Linked DNA regions of Mus musculus: region 1 is linked to region 2. A link is a contact called in public HiCAR-type data. All regions are on one chromosome and are shown on one strand. The core of a region is the stretch at or near the end of the contact, and the rest is flanking DNA. Distances in the headings are between cores, read along the strand shown. Region 1 overlaps St6gal2 (beta galactoside alpha 2,6 sialyltransferase 2). Region 2 has its middle 16 kb from the start of Gm26291.

The links. HiCAR-type assays count read pairs that join an accessible place to other places.
Region 1: a contact with region 2 is called in a HiCAR-type map of PVALB interneurons, with 6 times the contacts expected there. The contact joins two enhancer-like sites. A contact is called at or near these places in 5 of 39 promoter capture datasets (the HPC-7 cell line, cranial neural crest, frontonasal cranial neural crest and 2 more), 13 of 484 Hi-C or Micro-C datasets (the HPC-7 cell line, cerebellar granule neurons, cerebral cortex and 5 more) and 1 of 115 datasets of contacts at active chromatin or transcription factors (PVALB interneurons).

The regions. Positions count from the first base shown.
Region 1 is chr17:55,474,773-55,481,252 of GRCm38.p6, forward strand. All of the region lies in intron 1 of St6gal2 (beta galactoside alpha 2,6 sialyltransferase 2), which reads left to right. Among named protein-coding and RNA genes, the nearest start is that of St6gal2, 33 kb to the left of the region's middle. Within about 2 kb of position 4,284, at least 4 of the 459 cell types and tissues checked have an H3K27ac peak or open chromatin away from gene starts, as enhancers often do. A contact at or near this core is called in PVALB interneurons, where this site is marked.
Region 2 is chr17:54,664,512-54,671,337 of GRCm38.p6, forward strand. No RefSeq gene overlaps it. Among named protein-coding and RNA genes, the nearest start is that of Gm26291, 16 kb to the left of the region's middle. Within about 2 kb of position 5,205, at least 7 of the 459 cell types and tissues checked have an H3K27ac peak or open chromatin away from gene starts, as enhancers often do. A contact at or near this core is called in PVALB interneurons, where this site is marked.

The DNA of each region.
Region 1 (6,480 bases), core at 3,034-5,533, 810 kb after region 2:
CTCCTGCCAAGTACTGGAATTACAGGTGTGAGCCATCACATTTGGTTTTCTGTAGTGCTAACTAAATCCAAGGTTTTACACACACTAAGCAAGAAGTTTGCCAGTGAAACATTTCCCTAGTCCCTTTTTTTGTTCTGCTTAGATGCCACTGTCATATGTTCTGTTCCACCCAATGCCTGGGTCAGGGATGTTGACTCTGACTTTACAGTTGTATCATCAGATGCCTGTGGTGATACTCTAGATACCCCTTGGATTAGGATGGGGAGCAATCTACACTGTGAAGTTGCAACTTAAGGGATCTTTGGAAAGTCGGCTGGATGGTGTTTTGCTGGGGCTAACATGTGAACGAGTGTTTTCCTGAATTGGACACACTAAGGCAGACTCGTGAGGGAATGTTGCACTGAAGCAGACACCAGACAAAGGATGTTCTACTAAAGCAAGCACACAAAAGTGCACATGATGAAGGATTCTTCACCAATGACATAAATGTATTTGTCTGCCTTACACTGCATAGTTGAGCTGCATTTGTCAGGACTCCATAGAGAGAAGTGCACCAAAAATCTTCCGGTGATGTGCTGTAGTTTCTTGCCTCTTTCTCAGACTCGGGCTGATTGGCAGAGACAGCTGAGACAGAGGCACATGCTGAGGCAAGACATGTGTAGAGGCAAGACCTGTGGAGGGCATGTGATGTTTGGAGAATATAAATAGGACTCTACAGACAGTGACAGAGGCTGAGCTTGGCTTGCTTATAGAGCTAGCTGTGTAATGATTGTGGGTCTTGCATCTTCATTGATATTCGATTCCCTGAGGGAGGCACAGAGGAGAACTTCTCCTGGCTTTCCTCCTGGTCCATCCTGTTGAATAGAGCCCAGGCTGAGGCCTGGCTATCTCTACTAGGTAGTGCCACTGCTGCTGACTCCTGTTTGCTATCCCAACTCTGCCAAACTGGATTAGCGTTGTATCTGTGAAGTGTTTGCAAGTGGATAGAGCTGCCTCTACTAACCTGTGAACTGAACTGCCTATTTCCAGACAACACATTCCAGAGTTGCTCCAAAGAAGCTTTCTAAATAGGTCCACTTTCCCCGTATTTTTTATTTTCTACTACCATCATTTAAGAGCATTTAAGAACCATCATTAAGAGTTAACTTTATAGCAATTAAAGTTACAACATTGCCTTTTGAAAAAACAGGGAGCCTATGCTTGTACAGAACGTTCTTCTAAGAGCCAACTTTGGCTATATCTATGTTATGTTCAAGCCCAGTTCTATTTTAAGAGTCCATGCAAATCTTTCAAGTCTGCAACTTCATATCTTCTGAGTTAAACAGTGGCGCCAATCCCTGACTATTAATGATACTCTGTTATGCTAAGGCTCCATCAAGCAGGTGACTCAGACAGATACCAACACCCACAGTCAAACACTGGTTGGAGTTTGACCCGTATGGAAGAATAGGAGAAAGGGTTGCAGGCCCTGACAGAGATAGGAACCCTACAGAAGACCAACAAAGTCAACTAACCTGGACCCTTGGGGCTTTCTGAGACTGAACCACCAACCAGAGAGCTTACACGGGCTGGACTTAGGCCTCCTAACACATATCTATTAGATGTGCAGCATGGTCTTAATGTGGGTCCCGAACAACTCTAGCAGGGGCTATCCCAAAAGTTATTTCCTATACATGGAATAAATATGTTCTTCTAGTTGGCCTGCCTTGTCTGGCCTCAGTGGGAGTGGATGTGCCTAGCCTGAAAGACTTGATGTGCCAGGGTGTCAGGATACCCAGGGGGTCTCACCCCCTCAGAGGAGAAGGGGAGGAGTAAGAGGAAGGATTGTGAGAGGGGGGGACTGGAAGGGGACAGTGAGTGGGATGTAAAGTGAAAAAGTAAAATAAATAGATAGATACATAAATAGATAGATACATAGATACATAGATAGATAGATAGATAGATAGATAGATAGATAGATAGATAGATAGATAGATAGATAGATAGATAGATAATCAGTGCTGAATCAAATTGACAGCTTCAACTACAAGCCTTGGCACATTATTAGTGCAAACTGTAAATATTTGAATGCTAATGAATATAAAACAAAGAGACATTGTGCCCAAAGTCTGAAAGCTGTTTCAGAAAGAGAAAAGAACACCACACTAGGCAGCTTGTGTTGTTTTCATACAGTACAACCAGTGATAGTCTTTTGAAATCATTTTTCTTCCCCTGCTCCTGCCCCACTGAAAGCTGCCTGGGAGACTCACATCTGCAAATCTCCCTTTAAAACCATTTCCTATCTGCCTGACCCCTCAGCAAAAACACTGTACTGTAGACAATAACTGACCTAGAAATATATGTATGCCACCATCTTGTAAGAGCATCCCACCCTGAGTCAACCCAAACCTTTACCATCCTTGTGCTTTGTGTTTTCTGCACACATCCTCATGCAGGAACAAGCCTAGGTGTCCCAAGGCTTGAGACAATCACCCCTCTTCCACCCTGATCATAAGTGTCCATCTCCAGGCCTTCTCTTTACTGAAGTACTCAAGGTTTGCTTTAGTGCACTAGGCATGCAAAAAGCCTAACTGTCTACTGCCTAGTTTTATGCATTCCTGGAGCCAACCCAGACCCTCCTTGTAGGTTGAGAAGCATATACCAACAGAGCCATCCTATAAACAACTAGGAACATGGGCTTTCCTGCATTTGCTATATCTTACTAGTTCCAATCATTTATTTGAGAAATACAGTTTAAGAGTGTTCCATAGGCCATCCACTTTTCCTGAGTGTTTGAGACTGAGTAATATGTTGCTGCCACCTATAGGAGGCTTGCAGTCATCTCCACTGTAGCTTGTCTGAGTATCTTATCATTAATTGCCCTGGCACCCCTTATGAAAACTTAACACCTTTGCCAAATGAGATCCTTTGAGTGTGTCATCCCTTCCTCACATCTGTACTCACTCATAACCCCACCCTGCCACAGAGAAGAGGCCTCTCTATCAAGGGGGACTGTTCTTCCAAAGACAAAGATTTGAAGTACTCCTTAAAAGGGGGCTTGTGTCCCATCACCACAATACTCCCTGATCTGGCTGGCCTTTCCCTTCTGTTTTTTTGAATATGGCTTTAGAACGGACTGGGACTCTTAGCCTTCTGTATTTAGTGGTCTAAACACGTTCTTACTTTTACAAAAGTGAAGTAAGGAAAGGGGCCATTTGTAAAGGGGCCTGTGAGGTTGGGAAGCGATAGATGCATCCTAACTGGAGCACTTTATATTCCTTCTCTGTGTCTGGAATGCCTTCTCGTGTGTAACAGGAGCTAATTTTAAGGACAAAGGTCATGGAGACCATTTAGATATGGATGTCCCTCTGTAGCTCACAAGTTAAATCTTAGATTTGAATTTGGTCCAGACAACTCTTTGGTTTTTGAGACTCGCAGTAAACCTGGTCGTTAGGGTTACCCCAAACGTATTAAAAGTATATTAACAACCACAACAGTCAACACCAAACCTGAATCAAAACAAAACAAACAAACAAACAAAAAACAAAACCTGGTGATAAAACTTGTCAATCTTAGGGCTCAGGAGTGATTCCATTACAGAAGCAAAGACTAACTATAATTCAGCTCTTTGTCCTTAAACAAAACAGAAACTTAGCTGCCTTAACATCATGCCGAATTTTACTGCTTGCAGAATTGTTTACATTTCATAATTTCATCTAACAACATGTCTTTGGGGAAATATGATCTCTTTTAGAATACTTTGAAGAATTTAAACATTCTTCTGTCTAATTATGATTTTCCTGAAGACAACTGAACTCTTTTTATTTTCTCTGTTTGGAAGAGGAAATCCATATCTTAGTTAAGGAAACCCACCAAGCTTTCTAGATGAGCAAAGGAATCAGAATAATTTCTAGGGGTTATGGATATATTCTCTACATAAAAATAGAAATTCCATAGGACAGAGGTAGTGCCAATAACAGAGAGAGTCCCCTGGGCATCAAAATCTTCCTGCTGCTAGGTAATAATTGAGCATATCTGTGGAGGGCAGAGTAAGTTGCACTGGTCCAGTATGCAGATAATCTTGCCATAGCTGAACGTGGCAGTCATTTAACCCTCACTGACAATATACACATGAAGTTATGATTAGGGAGTACTTTCCACTGGCATCTAGGGACAGATGCTTTGCCTATGGACTTCTCCTCTACCTCCGATGCCATTTATACCATACCCGCTAATGATGGCTTATAGCAGTGAGTGCAACAGACGATTCTGTTTAAGTGATGTCAGTATAACAGTTCAGATGTGCTATCATAGGAAAAGGATGCTCTCTGTTGCATAACAAGAGCTTCCCTTCCACATGAAGAAGGACACATGCTTTGACTTTAATGTCCCTCACCTTTATGACCTAGATCTGTTATAAAATGTGTCTGATGGAGACCAGGAATAAACAGAGGGAATTATGTGTGTTTTGCTAGCAGAGGATCTGCCAGTGTCTTTGAGACGTAATCATTTTGGAGGGTGGTCTCTTAATTAGCAACAGAAGGCTTGCAGCCATCAAAGTTGCACAGAAGACTTGAATTATTAAAAGTTGAAGCCTGATCATGAGTGGAGGCAGCAAATTTCCTCCTCTGCATAATTACTTACTGTGTGCCAGGAGGTCTGTGCATCTTACCCGATGCAGAACTGCCGTTCTTTGCCTTGAGATTATTACTTCTTTTGTGAGCTCTGAGGATCATGGGGATTCTTCTGTTTTCTCAAGTCTAGCACATCAGGAAGGAAAGAACAAATAGGGACAGGGCCTTGGGTACTCAGTGGGACCTTCTTTTCCCGGTGTCCCCAGATATCTTCTCATTATTTTACCTCCCTACTGTGCCAGCCGTTATTTCCCTTGACAGAAAAGGCTTCCCGTCTCATTTTCAAGGAACTAGGCATTTTCATGTAATGAAGCCGGGCTCTGATCTCAGGAATCATTCTGTGTAATTCAGCAGGTTCACCTTCAGACTTCTTTCGCCTCAGCTTCCTGCAGCCACTAAATTATAAGGCAACATGAATTCATGTAGCATATGGGGCATGGCTTCTGGGGCCAGAGGTATCTGGCTTCTTCCCAACAGCTCAAAGCTGGTTTTTTCTATTTTATTACACCCCTGATTCTCACACCCCACATTCCCCACCTTTATCTGTAGGTTATAAAAAGGTTCTCACAGGCTAATGCTGAAATGATCTTATCTTTCTCCTGTTACCCACTCAAAGCTCAGAGCAGCGAAATCATTCCCATTTAGAAACAGGAAGGCAGGCTTTCAAATCCATCCTTTCAGTAGTAGTTCACCCTGTGAACACTGAAGGACTCCTTTAGTCTTTGTCATAGGATCCTTTCTGAAACTCTGTTTCAATTATTCAGATTCCCTGTGATAGGACTATGCTCATTATTACAAGTTCCTACAAAGCTTAAGTTAGGGACTTCTGAAAGGCTAACAATGTGAAATTTTTGGCTTAGAACTCAGTATTGTCTTCCAACAAGGAAAGGAGAGCTGTGGATTGAGTTTACCCTTGAGGCTGGTAATTCATGAAATAATACCCATATAACACAACCTCAGTAAAATGCTGGCAGTGAGATTCAATGTAGCTCTATGACTGCTGAGGTTTTTGTATACCAGAAGTGAAATCCCTTCATTCATCACCTCATGGGTCTTGTATATATAAAACCAAAATAATTACATGTACCATTTTGCTTGGTTTTGTTATTCATTATAGCAGAGTATCAAACCTAATGGATATTGTGGGGACTTTCTGCTTGATAGCTGAGCCAAACATGGCCTGGTGACCCCTAAGGCTGGCATCTGAAGTGAGGGAAGTCTTATGAAGATGCTCCTCACTTGCACCACCTATGGGTAGTAAGTGACAGAATGAAATTGCAATGTCCACAGTTTTAGTGGAAATAGAATAATTGTTACAGAGGGTAATGTTACGATTTCCAGTTGATTCTCAAAATACTAGAGAGGACTCCTAGACCTTTTTGTTGGACATTATAACTTAAAACGTGATGGACTGTGTCCTTAATGGACAGGTTAGTTGAGTAACATAGAAAATGACCTTCGAATCATGGTCCCAGGTTGCACTGTAGAAAAGTATCCATTATCTCTTTCTGGTGAGACATGTGGGGACATAAAGAGTAAGCAGTGAGAAGTTTTGACAGTAACTGGCACAGCCATGACATTCTGGTACAGAGGGAAACAAAAAAAAGTATAGCAGTGAGTGGCAATTTGGGTGAAAATGATCCTTTACCACAGACAGATAAGCCAAATCTAGAAAATACAACTTTCCTTAAGCAGATATGAGCAGGTATGAGCAGATGCCTTCCAAGTTTAGTGAGCCCTGGGGTCATAGTGGGTTTGAGCATAATATTGCTTGCTCGACATGTTTGTGAGCATATTGGTTTACCTCGGTGGACCTGTTGCTTCATTTGGAAATGGATGTAATAGTGCTTTATGTCTTATTCAGAGA
Region 2 (6,826 bases), core at 3,955-6,454:
AAGAATGTAATTTGCAGGGCTGGAGCTTTTGTGAAGAAAACACAAGCTAAACATTGAAAAAAAACAGCAAATCAGGAAGCTGCTATTTAAATATTAGCATCTATCTGAGATCTATACCTTCATATGCATAAATGTGTGCAAAGGACAGAATTATCAGACACTATTTTACAAGACACTTGATGTGGAGAAATAATCTTCCATTTAGATTGAAAGGGGCAGCAGTGCAGAGAGCCCACAGCAAGTAAGCCTATCACAGCATCTGTGTAGTGGAAATTAGAATTACAAAAGCAACAGTGTGAGAAAGTGTTTCTAAGTAATTGGGGGCCTAATGTAAAAATAATTATCATTTGAAGCTAGAATTCCATTTTATTTTAAGAAGCACAGGTGGCGGTAAAGTTGGAAAGAAAACTAAAAGCACGGCAAAAATAGTATCCTCAAGCATGCTGCAAAATAGATCCATGCAGAGGGATATGTAAATAAATATGCAAAAATCTTTTGAAGATAATGAGCAAACAAAAAAATCCTTCAGCAGAACAAAGAGGACAATGATATGAACTCACTTCATAGAGTCAAGAGGGCTAGTAAGCCAATAAAGTAGTATTTATCAAAGGCACAGAGACTACTTTCAAATTAATAAATGATAGATTATATTTTTATTCACAAACTGTTAATGATATTCACTTAAAAATCTGCTTTCAAAGTGAATGAAATGAGGATATGACCACTTCTAGATATGGTAGAGAAGACTATTTTTTTCTGTAGATATGAGGAAGAGTTCAGCCAGAGGCATCTAAAAGGTCCAGACTGAACCAGGACATGAGCAGAGAGAGCAGAAGAAAAGTGAGAAAGAAGCAGACAGTGACTGAGTGGATCAAGAGAGAATTCAAGGACCACGAGAAGAAAAGAGCAGAGCACATGGTCTAAATGACAGATTTATATAGGCAAGAGAAGCCAGGGGAAGGGTAGAGATGCCCCGCCTCTGGGTTGGCAAGTGTTAAGGTAAGGGAGAGAAGTGCTTATGAGCCAAAGATACTGAGTGAGCCTTATTCCAGGTTTCTTTGGGATTTGAGAGAAAGTTTATTATTTCTTAGAAAACTAGTCACAGTTTGGGAGGGAGAAGAAAGCAATCACAAATGGGGATGGAGGAAGGGAGCTAGGAGGGAACGTAGCCAGGGTGGGGGGTGAGGAGAGGGGAACCTGCTCTAGTATTGGGTGAGGGAAAAGGACTAAAGCCCTGAGGGCCAGCAGAAAGGATGGAAACAGGCAACCTCAGGAGGTCGGAGGTTGGGGGGACCCTACAGAATGCAAGGTCTCAAATGACTTGTTTTTGCAAAGTGTAAACAAAATACACTTGCTTGAAGTGCTACTTTGAACACACGTACAATTTATGTTCCCTATGTCATTGATTATGAGAGACCATGAAAAGAGCCAAATCCCTATGTCTTCCTTGTGATCAGTGTCTTTCGGAAGTAGTCACAGCAGCTAAAGGTGCTATATCCAATTGATGCTCACATGTGTAAAAACAAAACACAGCACAGACATTAAAATTTTCACAAGAACTAACACAAAGTAGATTATAAACACTAATGCAAAGCACAAGCCAATGACATTTCTGGTACAAAAACATGACAGGTAATGACTTCTTTATATCTACAAAAAGCAGGAGCCATGACAGAAGAAATTTTACTTTGTACTTTATCAAAATTAAAGACCTCTGTAAAAGAGAAAACAATAAAAAGACAGTCCACAGACAAAGAAAATCCACAACAGTACTTATTACCAAAGCACATATGCTAACACATGCAAAGAGCTTTCAAATCTTGACAGAATGAAAAGGAAACAACTCTATTAAAAATAGGTATTGACTTAGCATGGTGTTGTATCAGAAAAAGGACCCGTGGCTAAGCCTGATGGCTTAGGTCGATCCTTGAGACTCATGTGGTAGAAGAAGAGAACTTTGTAGGGGCCAGTTCTCTTTTGACCTCCACATTCTCACAATTTCATAAATCCACCATGGAGCACAAATGTGCATAAAAAAGAAAGAAAGAAAAATGTAATAAATATGATTTAAGATTGGTATATTTAAAAATACTAAAGAAAGTATGGAGAAAAAAATTATATAAAAGATATTGGTAGCCATTACTAAATTGCAAATTTAAAAAAGTTATAAAACCTTAACACACTCATACCATATGATCATACTATCATAACCTTAGGTTTCCCAATGAGTTGAAATCATGTGCTTCTCACTTCCTATGCACGGTTGTTTATAGTGTCTTTATTTGTAATTGTCCAAACTCAGAAACAAGGACACCCTCAGTGAGTGAGTATATAAACTAAGTTGCACCTTTAGTGTGGAATACAGAATAAAATGGGAATCCTAAATGCCTGCTAAGTGAAAGGTAATATATTTTTTTATGCCCACTATATCATATTCTGGAAGAAGCAAACTAGGTACACAAAAGATCAATGAATAGCAGAGGTAAATATTCTGCATGATATTGCCATGGTGGATACATAACATTGAGAATCTGTGAATACTTATAGAATATATTGCATGGGACATATTGTGAATTATCACCAACAAATAATGATACACAAATAATGACCACTTCATCAGCTCTAACAATACATCATGCTAATGAAAGTTGTTGGCAATAAGGGAAGTACAGGTGGAAATCCCATAGAAACTCTCCATTTTTTTTTAACTAGGTCACTACCTGCCAATTTTAAAAGGGAAGGAGAAGGGCAAAGAACAAACCTCTTGTGTATGAATCTTGCCTTCTCCAACTCATTTCTGATTAAAACTTCCTAATGTCACTTTAACTTGGAAACACTGACACTTTGGCTAACAGAAATTTATTTTGGCAGGTTTCTGATGTGGTTCTGCTGGCAAGGCTGTGAGAGCAATGAAGATGCTGGCTGGATGAGGCTGTTACACTGCAGTGGAAATTTTGTCATTGCCTGTTTTGTTTTCAGAAAATATCACTGAAACCAATAAGTAAGACAGCTTTCATTCTGACTATGAAGGAATACCTTCCCAAGCAAAATGATAGACTCTTTAAAGAGGTTCTTCCCTTTTTATTTTTCTGCACACACACACCAAAAACACTGTCACTGAACCAAGATGAGATTTTGACATACATGTATGGGATGTAAGGACAAGAGTGTGAAGTACAGTAGTTTATTAAGAAGCCTCTTTGTCTTAACAATGACTGAAAATTCCTAAAAGCCTTTGCGTCAGCGTAACTGCATCTGGAATTACTGTCAGTCTCAAGATGTGGAAGGATGTTTCCTGGAAGAGCTTAACTAAATATGAAAAATGGGAGGGAAAAACAGAGATGTCTGATTAAATTTATCTTTTGAAAACAGCCAATTCAAAGGAAAGAAATGATTCCAGGAACTTTCAGTAAGGCCTACTGAGACAATCCTTGCTTTGTGGTTTTATGCTCAGGGTGTCCCAGTGGTGAATGAGTTATTGTTCCACACGATAGCCTCTGCAGCCAGAAGCATTTATTTTTAGGGACTTTGACTAGGCAAACTCAGGACTTGTAACTTCAGTATAGACAGGAATCTCAGGGTTACTCAGGGAGAAACAGAATTGGAATTCTATTGAATATAGAAGGGAAGACATTCAGAAAAATGATAAAAGCATACATAAAGCATAGAGGAAACTTCCTTAAGAAGAGTCACATTATTAAGATATATATGGACCTCGGTTATAAACATAAAGCTTAAGAGAAAGAAAGTAATATAGGAATGTATGGGCTCTGGATAAAGTCTCAATCAGTTGTCTTATAAACATAAAGCTTAAGAGAAAGAAAGTAATATAGGAATGTATGGGCTCTGGATAAAGTCTCAATCAGTTGTCTTATTAGTCATGCACACCATATTGGTGCTTCTCAAGTTACATCGCAAAAATTTTCTGAGAACCTGTTATTTTTCTTCCTTTTGCTTTTTAGTAACTGAGATTTCAAAATGACTTTCAACATTATTCCAGTCTCATAAGTTAAAACCAGGAGCTGCTATAGACACTCAAGGGGTTTAGTTCATGCTGCTTTCTGTAAATGGGATTTCTGGTGAGATGCTTAGAAAAGCACAGGTTTTCATCTAGTAAGAAAGAAAGCCCTTAAATATATGTTACTGGGCTGGATTCTGGATTTTCAACTGACAAGAAGCTTCAGGCAATATTGAGTAAGTGCCTCATTTTCTTTTCCAGATCCCTACAGTTTTCCCCATCTTGTATCCTGCCTCAAGATTAGAAGAACATGAGTGTGGAGTGATGGAGCTTAAGCAACACAAGGCAGCCCATAGATGTACTGGTTTGTTGTTTTGAATTTTCCTCTTTTCCAAATGCATTCCTTAATGGGTTGAGCCATGTACTAGATATTTAAGATGTTCTGAGAGATTGTACCTAGATGCCAAAATCTCCTTCCAGTAAAGGATACACAGTTAGATTAGGAAGATTAACTGTTCTCAGAAAGCTGGGAGACTCCATGCAGTAGCCTCTTATTCTACCCTTGATGGTAACAACTCATATTCTTACAAATGCTAGAGAGAAACTCTGTTGTTTATTCTCTTTGTTCCCATGCCATGCAAAGAATTCCTGAATACCAGACCCCAAATCTAGGACCAGCTTCTACCAGAAGACATGCAATCAGCTAACAACAGCTGCAGTGTAAATGAACTGATACTCCTCTCCCAAATCTGTATCTCTGCCTCTTTTCTTTGAACTTCTGTATTTTAACATTTAAAAAACTAAAGGGAGAAGCCATCCTTTTTATCTTTGACAACTCAGCAAACAGATGTACTATAGCTCTGAGTAGGCATTAAAATTCTTTGTTTCAATGGCAAAGGGGTATACAAATAAAGCCCCCATTTTATGTCATGCAAAAGAATAGATGAATCACTCTGCTGACTTGCAGGACTAAGATGTGGTAATTGAAAATTTGACAAAGTAGATTGAAATACATTTAGCCTGTTCTGTAGGATTCTGGGAGTTCTTTATATAGCTTTCTTATTTCTATCTTTCTCTTTTCATGGAAGGAAAGAATGTGAGAAAAGGAAACAAAGGGGGTAGCACTAGGCAGCTGCTTGAACACTCTCGGAACTAGAATTTGTTGCTGGGAAGTTATAAGACACTTCTGTTTAATTTTGCATTTGCTGGTATTTTTGTCTTCTTGACATTGAGTCTTTCAAAGATGCTTAATTCAGTGTTGTGGGAAGAAGCTTATGTTGCGCTATCTCATTTTTCAGCCAGAGAGCAATCACACTCAATCTTGCAAGGTGTTTTGTGAAACCATTTTGTGTGTAATAGCATTTGGTTGTTTTAGCTCTTGAGTTTTGGTTGTAAAATGCTGTCTTTTGTGTTTCCTCCTGTGAGAAAATTCATTAAAAGGAAAGACAGGATGACCAAAGGCAAACTCAGAAACTAGCAGCATCTCTCCTGCTGAAGCACAAAAGATAGAGTGATGTTGATAACCTCCCTACATGAAATCCTCCCTGCCTGGCCTCTCCCCAACTCCCTGGCTGGGTCTAAAAATACATTCCAAGAAAGGAAAATCCACACTGTCATTGATAGGCTTTTTAGAAAGCTCAGCCTCTGTTTTCCCAACAGGTAGTAACACTGTTTTTTTTGAAAGTAAAAGAAAATTTGAGCACACTCTCATTATATCTAGTCATTTTCAAGGTCAGGTGCAACTACTCCCTAGTTTGGGAAGGATGGGCTCAGAAGACAGCAAAAGCATCCTTTTGAGCCGATTTCTATGGGTGCATTGCTGTGGTGTGGCTCCAGCAGAGATGGGCTATTACAGACATCTTTCATAATGCAAGTATAAAATGTCTGTAATTCTTTAACATCTGGTAACTGATGTTGGCAGCTACATGGGAAAGGAAAGGCTGAACCAGAACAAATAGAATGGTTATATAAATTGTTGTTGCTCAGTTAAAGAGACTAAAAATTAGGCCAATATTCACAAACTGTAGTGAAATCAGATCTCATACATAGTCATGAGCGCTAAAATTTAGCTTAGAGTAAGAGAGACCCCCTCATTTTTTACATACTTATGTAGAAAGACCAGACAAGAAAATTATGCTAGAAGACACACAAAGTAGGGATGCAGAGAAAAGCTTTCACGAGCTTTCAATGGAACCTAAACATCAGAGAATACATTTACTCTTTCTAAAATACCTGCCTTTTTGTCCCTCCCTCTCTATGCTGGGAAAAAAATGCAAGTTTGAAAACTACTGAGGGTTTTTGTTCTGAGTGTTTATACTGAGGATGATGATACACTGACTAGTACATTACTATGAGAGTATTTGCCTCTCAATTAACATGGCAATGCGTTCTTAAATTAAGAATGCATAATACTGCTTTGCATTTGATAATTCTCTTAAATCTATTTTTCCATATGTTGAAGCTAGAATATATTCATGATTAGTGGTTTATAGGAAGGATGTGAGGAACAGGGTGGCATGAAAGTTGGTTTGGTTATAACCAATGTGTGCTGTATGTATTGGTGGAAATATTCCCATTATTAATTATAATCAACATATGCTAATGAAAACCTAGTATCATAATATCACTAAGAGTGAACTGGAAACTGGATAATCTAATGACAATGACATGTGGTATTATACAACATGCTTACTTTATTAGAGATCTAGCTGGATAAAAGCAGGCTCGGAGATAGTTGAAGATTCAGCCTTTCCTCAGGATCAGCTTTTGAGGCGCCATCTTCATTTCCCTTCAGAGTCACTCATGAAGTGGAAACTTAAGGGTTATTTGGATAGTCGGTTGTGTTGGATGGTGTTTTGCTGCGGCAAA